Regions from separate parts of the Mus musculus genome. Here region 1 is linked to region 2. A link is a contact called in public HiChIP or PLAC-seq data. All regions are on one chromosome and are shown on one strand. The core of a region is the stretch at or near the end of the contact, and the rest is flanking DNA. Distances in the headings are between cores, read along the strand shown.

The links. HiChIP or PLAC-seq counts read pairs in DNA pulled down with a chosen protein or histone mark.
Region 1: a contact with region 2 is called in an H3K4me3 HiChIP or PLAC-seq map of craniofacial prominence, with 6 times the contacts expected there. The contact joins two enhancer-like sites. A contact is called at or near these places in 3 of 15 datasets of contacts at CTCF or cohesin (embryonic stem cells, pro-B cells and stem cell-derived epiblast-like cells), 1 of 484 Hi-C or Micro-C datasets (nephron progenitors), 12 of 115 datasets of contacts at active chromatin or transcription factors (acute myeloid leukemia, bone marrow-derived macrophages, craniofacial prominence and 8 more) and 3 of 9 other capture datasets (adipose tissue, liver and pancreatic islet).

The regions. Positions count from the first base shown.
Region 1 is chr15:9,006,927-9,010,862 of GRCm38.p6, forward strand. Ranbp3l (RAN binding protein 3-like) reads left to right here. Exons shown (of 14, transcript NM_198024.2): 6 at 340-486. Among named protein-coding and RNA genes, the nearest start is that of Ranbp3l, 41 kb to the left of the region's middle. Within about 2 kb of position 2,430, at least 3 of the 459 cell types and tissues checked have an H3K27ac peak or open chromatin away from gene starts, as enhancers often do. A contact at or near this core is called in craniofacial prominence, where this site is marked.
Region 2 is chr15:8,637,422-8,641,548 of GRCm38.p6, forward strand. Slc1a3 (solute carrier family 1 (glial high affinity glutamate transporter), member 3) reads right to left here. Exons shown (of 10, transcript NM_148938.3): 9 at 1,635-1,769. Among named protein-coding and RNA genes, the nearest start is that of Gm46508, 57 kb to the left of the region's middle. Within about 2 kb of position 1,325, at least 10 of the 459 cell types and tissues checked have an H3K27ac peak or open chromatin away from gene starts, as enhancers often do. A contact at or near this core is called in craniofacial prominence, where this site is marked.

The DNA of each region.
Region 1 (3,936 bases), core at 1,180-3,679, 370 kb after region 2:
GTATGACTGCAGTCTATGGCTTCTGCTTACCATACATATCTTAATGTCTCTTTCTCCCCCACCTCTGTGTGTGTGTGTGTGGTGTTGGGTGTATATAGACAGGACAGAGTGACAGAACATGAAGGATAAACATATTTGGTTAGACAAGCCACATGATCTAAGAAAACACTAATTTGGCAAAAAGCTAGGCAAAAAGTGAGCAGCGGGCAATTGACGGACTGCACTGACTTTGGTCTCTGAAAATTCAGTTGTGATCATTTTTTTTCTAAAGCATTATTTAAAAATAGGGACAAAGGAGCATTTCATTAACAATTTATTGGTCTTTTCATTATGCTCTCTCAAGGACCCCCCATGAGATCTTCTGAACAGGTTCTAAGACCCGCTGTTCTGCAGCCGTCTCAAACTCAGAGTTGTCAGAAAGCAGGCACAACATTTGGGCCCGGTGCATTGAAATCCTACAAAACTAAGGAAAAGGCCGAGCACGAGGTAAGAAAAATCCCCGGTGACAGAAGCAACAGTGAAATGTTCTTGGTAATCTTAGGAAATGAGAGAGTGCTCCCCGGACCAGATTTCGTAGTTGCTGTCACTCCCAAGTGGAAAAACTGTGCGGCAGGCAGTGGGAACTCATGAGTGTAGTAGGACTGCCAGAATGATGACAGTATAAAACGCTGGGGGAGGGGGGCAGTGAGATGGGCACGGGCGGAACCTGTAGTCAAATAATGGGTAGGGTGTTCTGCATCCCCAGCTGTCCAACATCAGAGTGGAGCAAGCTTTGTCAGCTTAGTTCACACTAGACACATCTTCATGGATAACAGCAGCAAAAATTACATACACAGGGTGCAGAGGGTGGAGTAGGGGAATTTAACAGCTTCCAGAGACGTCTCGCTTCTGAACACCGGAAGGTCTGAATCCCTGACTGCAAGCTCTCCTAAGGCGAGAGCCTTTGTGTGGGGCATGCAGATGTGGGGCTCCAGAAGGTTCTGCAGCTGCAGCTCTAGCTGTGGTACTCAGGAGGAATGGGACACAGCTTAGGTGGTGGGAATTTGAGTTATTCCGTCAGCCATTTGTCTTCAATCACTTGAGGTTGTTCAACTGGCTTTCCCTGAACACAGTGACAGTAAGAAATGGAAGTGAAGTATAATCAGCCATTTTGATTAAAGAAGAAAGCAGACTGGAAATCAGTCTTGCACAGAAACTACCTACACTTAACCAAACCAGGCACCCAGTACTCTACCGTCAGTGAAAACAAGGGATTTGAACGTGTTTAGCAGTTTCCAAAATTGTTATGCTTCCAAGCCCTCTTCTTTGTAAGATAGGATTTTTGTGAGGTCCATTGTGATTTTTAATAATAATTTAATCAATTAATCACAGCAGATGACAAGTAATTTATAAGGTAAAACACAATCTTAATTTTAGATTAGTATATTACTAAAAATTATCAACTATAATTTTGTAATTACTTTTATCTATTTAGGAATACTGGAGAGTAAGGTGTTAAATTAGTCTTAAGTTTTGTAAGGAAATTTTTGAAATTTTACACAACACTTTGGAATGATGTATGGTGTAAGTATAGGCCAAGATTTTATTATGTTATTACATCCAAAGTATAATGATATTTGTTCCTTGCCATGACTTTTATAAAGCTCCTCTGTGCATGGACATGCGTGGGTGTGCATTTGCAGGCCAGAGAACTACCTTGAGTGTCATCTGCCAGGAGCCCTTCCCTTTGCTTTGAGACAGGGTCACTCATTGGTTCAGAGCTTGACAGTTAGGCTACCTGGCCAGGAGCCCTAGAAATCTGCCTCCCTACTGTCCAGCCCTGGGATTATAAATGTTTGCTATTGCACTTGGTTTTCTGGGCACTGAATTCAGAATCTCAAGACTGCAATTTATTATTTATCACTTTTTTCTGCCTAAATTATAAAACAGAAAGGCTCCAGCTCTGGTTTGCAAATATTTCTTCATAATTTAAAGGTCTAATGAATAGGGATATCCCAGCTAGATGAGAAGCCCAGCTGGATATGCCTATTACTGACTTTTCTGTTTTATGATGGTCTTTGGAACGTCAGAGACACAATGAAATGAAATTCTATAACTCCAGCTTGACTAAGTGGATGTAATTTGTAGATACTGTGAAAATTATTCTAAAGTGAATTTATAGACTTATATTCTTTATTGACACATATCAAAACTTGATAAATCAGTGTCCACCCTGTTACTTTTTAATAAAAATATTCGCTGTCACTCATAATTAAAGAACTACAAACCAAAACAGGGCACCATTTAGTATAAACATTTAATGAAAATATAAGCTTTGTATGCCGGGTGGTCTTATGTGTCAACCTGACAGAAGCTGGAGTCTTCAGAGAGGAAGAAGCCTGAGGTGAGGAAATGCCTCTGTGAGATCCAGCTGTAACACATTTTCTCAATTAGCGATTAGGTGGGGAGGGCTCAGCTCATGGTGGGTGGCCCCATCCCTGGGCTGGTGATCCTGGGTCCTATAAGCAGACTTGCGGAGCAAGCCACGAGCAGCAAGGCAGTAAGCAGCACCCCTCCATGGCCTCTGCATCAGCTCCTGACTCCACGGTCCTGTTCTGTTTAATTCTTGTCCCGACTTCCTCCAATGAAGAACTGTGATCTGGAAGGATAAGCCAAATAAAATGTAGTAAAATATATTAGTAAATCCCAGAGTGGGTTTGTTACCCATCTCAATGACTTATGCTTCCTGATAAAAGACACACACACACCACTCTCAGCTTGAAACAGGAAGCACGCGCACACACACACACACACACACACACACAGAGTCTTTCTATGTGTGTCTTAAGCAGCACTGTAGATAGCTGGGCATCTGCCTAACTTCCATGTAGAATCTACCTCCTGACAATAACTCTGAATTACTGTTAACTAACTTCTATGTTCCATCTTGGCTGCTCTTGATCCTATTGAGTGGCAGCCCTGTGGACCACATTCTCTTGGTCCCTTTACATCAGGGCTCTTCTCTGGCCACAACACTCTTAGCACATGGTGCCTCTCCTCCCACTCCTTCCTCTATGTCCCAAGCCCAGAAAATCTAAAAAAAAAACCCTGCCTGTGTCTCTTCTCCCCTGTGTCTCTTCTCCCCAGCTCTTGGCTGCTGACATCTTTATTTACCAATCAAAATTAACTGAAGACAGGGTCCTAAAAGCTACCTGTATGATCTGCTCATACAAACAGTTTTGGGGGACCCAATTAACATTGGAACACAAGTAGCTACTCCCTAATTTGATTTTTGTTCAGGGTGTTTTCAACACAGCAATAGAAACCCTAACTAAGACACTTTGGTAACACTGTTTCTTATAGTCTTTAAAACTTTCCCTGTTGATATTAGAAAATCAACTGGTATGTTCTTCCTTGTGGAAGACTATTTCTCCTGTTGTCTGCATGGCTAAGTTGCTTGTTCTTTGTGTAGGGTTGAGGCCTTGTGGGCCGTCTCCTCACTTCCCCTGACCTGGTCCATTTTAGTATAATTATTACTGTCGTATGTGTTCAGCTTGTGTTTAGACAGTCCTGTTGGTGAGACTTTATGGAATGCTCAGTCCTGAAAACATACACGTGTAAACAACATTACACAGACTAAGCATGGTGTATTTGTGTATTTAGGAATTTACATATATACATGAATGCAGGTGTGTGAGTTAGTGAGAAAAAGAGGCTGTGAATTGGAAAGAGCATGGAGAAGCATTTGGGAAGATTTGGAGAGAGAAAAGGAAATGGGGAAATAATGTAATTATATTATGATCTCAAAAAGTTAGAGAAATATTTACAAGGAGTTGAGGAATTGACTTAGTGGTAGAGCACTTGCCCTGTAAGCTCAAGGCCCTGAGTTTGATCATTAGCCCCTAAAAGAAAATTCCTCTCATTTAGCATATGCATTATAGCCTCTCCGTGCATATA
Region 2 (4,127 bases), core at 75-2,574:
TCTCTCCAGCCCCTCTCTTAAAGTACTCTTTATTTTCTCAGGAATTCCTCAGTATTGCGTAGACTTCATGCTGTATTACATCATAGAACACTGGATACAGGAGGAGCTGGGGCAGTTGTAGCTGTCTGATGTTAACCAAGACATTTTGGAGACTCACAAAATGTAATCCAGCAACATTCTTTCAGTAAACATTTTGTTTAAAAGTGATTATTTTTCACAAAAATTGTTATCATGTCAACATATAATGAATCATTATTCTAACTTAAAAATATAAGAAAAGGAAATGTCAGGCATTGTGGTGCACACCTTTAATCCCAGCACTAGGAAGGTAGAGGCAGGTGGATCTCTGTGAATTAGAAGCCAACCTGGTCTACAGAGTTGAGTTCAAGGATAGCCAGGACTACACACCAAAACAACAAAACAAAACAAAACAAAACAAAACAAAACAAAACAAAACAAAACAAAACAAAACAAAACAAACAAAAAACCTTGAGAGTAGAAGCTTGTATTTTACCAAAGTACTTTTTGGTTTTGTTGAGACAAGTTTTCATTTGGCCCAGGCTGCCTTTGAACTCATTATGTGGCTGAGGCTAGCCTTGAACTCTACTTCCCAGGCGCTGAGATTACAGGATTGAACAACCCTCCCTCCTCCCTCCCCTCTCAGTTGATGTGGTGCTGGGAAGGAACCCAGCGCCTCACGAACACTAGGCAAGCACTCTAGCAACTGAGCTACATCCTCAGCCCCAAAGGGTTTCTGTCAATTGATGCCCGGGGCTAGACCATAGGCTAAGTTCTTACCTGTCATTGAATTTAATCCCTATAGTGTCAGCAGAAGGCAGAGAACAATGGGCGTCGCTTAGGTAGGCTGACTACTGTCCAAGTGACCTGGATGAGCTCTGTTCCCTAGACTCTTCCTAGGTGTAGTGACATCATTACACATGGACTCTGGTATCCACTGTGTCCTCCTGGGGTCCCTCTTTGAGCATCCCTTAAACAATTCCTTCCCAGTAGAAGGGTATTTATGAGAGACAAGGGACAGACAATGTCCCTGGATGGGTGAGGAACGAAGGCTTGACGATGGGCCCTACGAGGTGGGGTCTGAGGACGCGTAGGGTACATTTCTTGGGATTTTCCTCAGAACCCCAAAGCAATTTCACTTGATAATGAGAGCCTTGCTTCCCACTGTCTGCACAGCTATCCTTCACTTCATGGGTCTCAGACATAAACATCTGTCCTGCATTGTCTCACTGTAATGGGGGGAAGGCCTGAGCTGGCACGTGGGGTCTGCAGCTCCAGCTGCTGAGAGGATGCGTTGTGCAACCCAGAGAGAGTCTGGCTGACTTATGTCAGCTTTGCAGACAGTGGGAGGAGTGAGTGGCTTTATGGAGTGGGAGGGAGAGCAGCCAGATGTGCCCCGCCCGCCGGCTGAGGGAGGAGGGAGTTTGCCTGACATGTTAGGATGGGACTCTAGGCAAGGACTGGGGGTCTGATGATGAAGATGATTCCATTACAAGCCAGTGTGTCTTCTGCAAGCCCACTAGGCTGATACCATTCTAGAACTGTGGGGATCCTGGAGGGAGATGGGCTTGCAGGTAGGAATCTGTGTATCAACACACAGCCCCCCAAATACTCACAGAAACCAGTCCACTGCAATGATGAGTGTGATGTCATCTGTGGGCAGGCCCACAGATGTCAGCACGATGACCATGGTGACCAGACCGGCCTGAGGAATCCCGGCTGCCCCGATGCTTGCGGCCGTGGCTGTGATGCTGTTGACAGAGGACCAAAACCGAAAAGTTTATAAATGTCTCCTAGTGGAGAGTACCTCGCAAGACTCGTGTTCCCATGCTCGAGAGGAGGACCTGCCTTAGAAGAATGGGAATAAATAAATACATAAATAAACAAACAATTCGCTGACTTAATGGTCAGACTAATTAAAATTGATCATGCACTTTTTATTATGTGTCAGCTAATATGCCAAGCATGCTTTGCCTCATTTGATTGTCACAATGGTGTGGTGGCCCACAGTGAAGTGGGCTTTACTTTGTGACCATTTTTTAAGTGAAGAAACTGGTGGCTACATTCTTTTCTATTTCCTTAAAGTCATTTTGTAAGGTATAACCAGCACCAGAAGCGGGGATGTGACTCTGTGGTAGAGCATTTGTCTAACGCTTGTGGGGCGCTGGATTTACCCCAGCATCAAAATGGAACTGAGAGGTGAACTTGAGCTTTAAAGGCCCGTAGAGTTACAGCGACAACTTATTTCTAATAATTGCCTCATTCAAGAGACTGAATTTCTATGATTGATGTGGCCACAAAATTAAGTTTATTAATTCAAATGCAGAATGATTTATGAACAAAATCCTGTAGTGTTATAATCCTGTGTGTGTGTGTGTGTGTGTGTGTGTGTGTGTGATTAGTATGTCCCCAGTTCGAATGTATGTTAAGTGTCTAAGACTTATTTGATAGGGTGATGTGAGAGTGTGAAAATGTCTCTTCAGGAATAATAAAGCATTGGCAAGACTCCAGCAATATGAATAAAACAGTGAGACCGTGGGTAAAACACTTATGATTCCACCAAGTCCTACCATGCTACAGCACTGGAATGGCTAGTTGGTATGGCCACCTGGAATGGGAACTACACTTCCCAGACTCCTTAGGGGCACAGACTAAGTTCTAGCTCGTAAAACACAGATGGAAGTAACTGGCCAACCTTTGACTTCCCCTCTCCTCATTAGCAAAAATTTGACAGTTTTGAAAAGCCACTGTAGATCATTTGGGTGAAGGGGATACCTAGAAACTTTGCAACTGCAGCCTTTGTCCCTGACATTGTAGAATACCAAGCAGCCTTGATGACTTTACGGATCAAACTTTAAAGAGAGTGTATTTGTACCTTGTTTAGGTCTTGTTTAGGCCACTGGTACCATTTTCATTATTAGCTCACATGAAGCTGAATCTTTGTCTGAACTCAGGCCTCTTCAGCCAATATATCAAGGTGCGTGTGAGCATAGGTTATGCTGTCCCAAGGCACTGTTCTCCAGCCTCCAGATAGCCCACGATCCCTGGGCATGGTAACCTAACCTCAGCACTGAATGCTAATGTTTACTACAGCTAGTACCCTTCTTAATGGTGTACATGCATACAGGATAGAAGCCATTTCTAAGTAAGTATCAAGAAAATGTGGGATGAGTGACAGAGATTAAAAGAGATCACAAAACATACTTTAGGGTATAAAATCAAGATTCGATCTCTATCTGAGGAACAAGAAAACTGTAAAGGACATGAGGGAGGGGATGTTAGGGGGAAGTCTGAAGGTAGACCAGTACTCTGGAAGTACTTTTGAGATACTATTACTGTGGGTACATAGAAGAATATACTTATTCTTAGAAGATGAATGTTGAATGGTGTAAGTGAAACATGACAGTAATATGAAGACAAGAGGGAGGGGGAAGGGAGGAGAAGATGGAGAGGGTGAGATGGAGGGGGAGAGAGAAGGAGGGAGGGAGAGAGAGAAGAAGGGAGAGAGAGAAGGAGGGAGAGAGAGTGGGAGACCACAAAAATGGCAAAATACTAATTTCTAGATCTCAGTAGAGGATATTGTAATATTGTTTTAATGTTTCTAAGGATAAGGTAACTTTCCTAGTAAAGAGCTGCAAAAATAAAAGCCTGATGTCTGAAATTGTTAATATTAGCTAAACCAAGCCCACAGCAATGAAGAGCACAGGTGATCTGAATTGGGCGTCTTTAAAGCCTACTGTTCATTGCCTTGGTCCTCAGGCTCGTCATGCCTAGTCCAGTAGTAAGAAAGGGCAAAGGGTTAGATCTGCATGCACACATGGACTGTTTTTGCAGAATACAAGGAAAGCCGCCAGGAATGATAGCTGCCTGTGCAGAATGAAACCAGGAGATCTGAGAAAAGCACAAATAGGGGAATTATTTTTCACTGGACATCTTAAGTATCAGTCAAATGATTCTCCATAAAATTGAGTTCTTAGCCTCACTTGTATGATCTGTTATTCACCTTATACTGCCTAAAAATTAACCCAAGAGAATAAGTTAACCTAGTTTTCAAGTGTATTTTCATTTTTCAATATTGCCTACAAACATAGTTGAAAGTTTTCAAAATT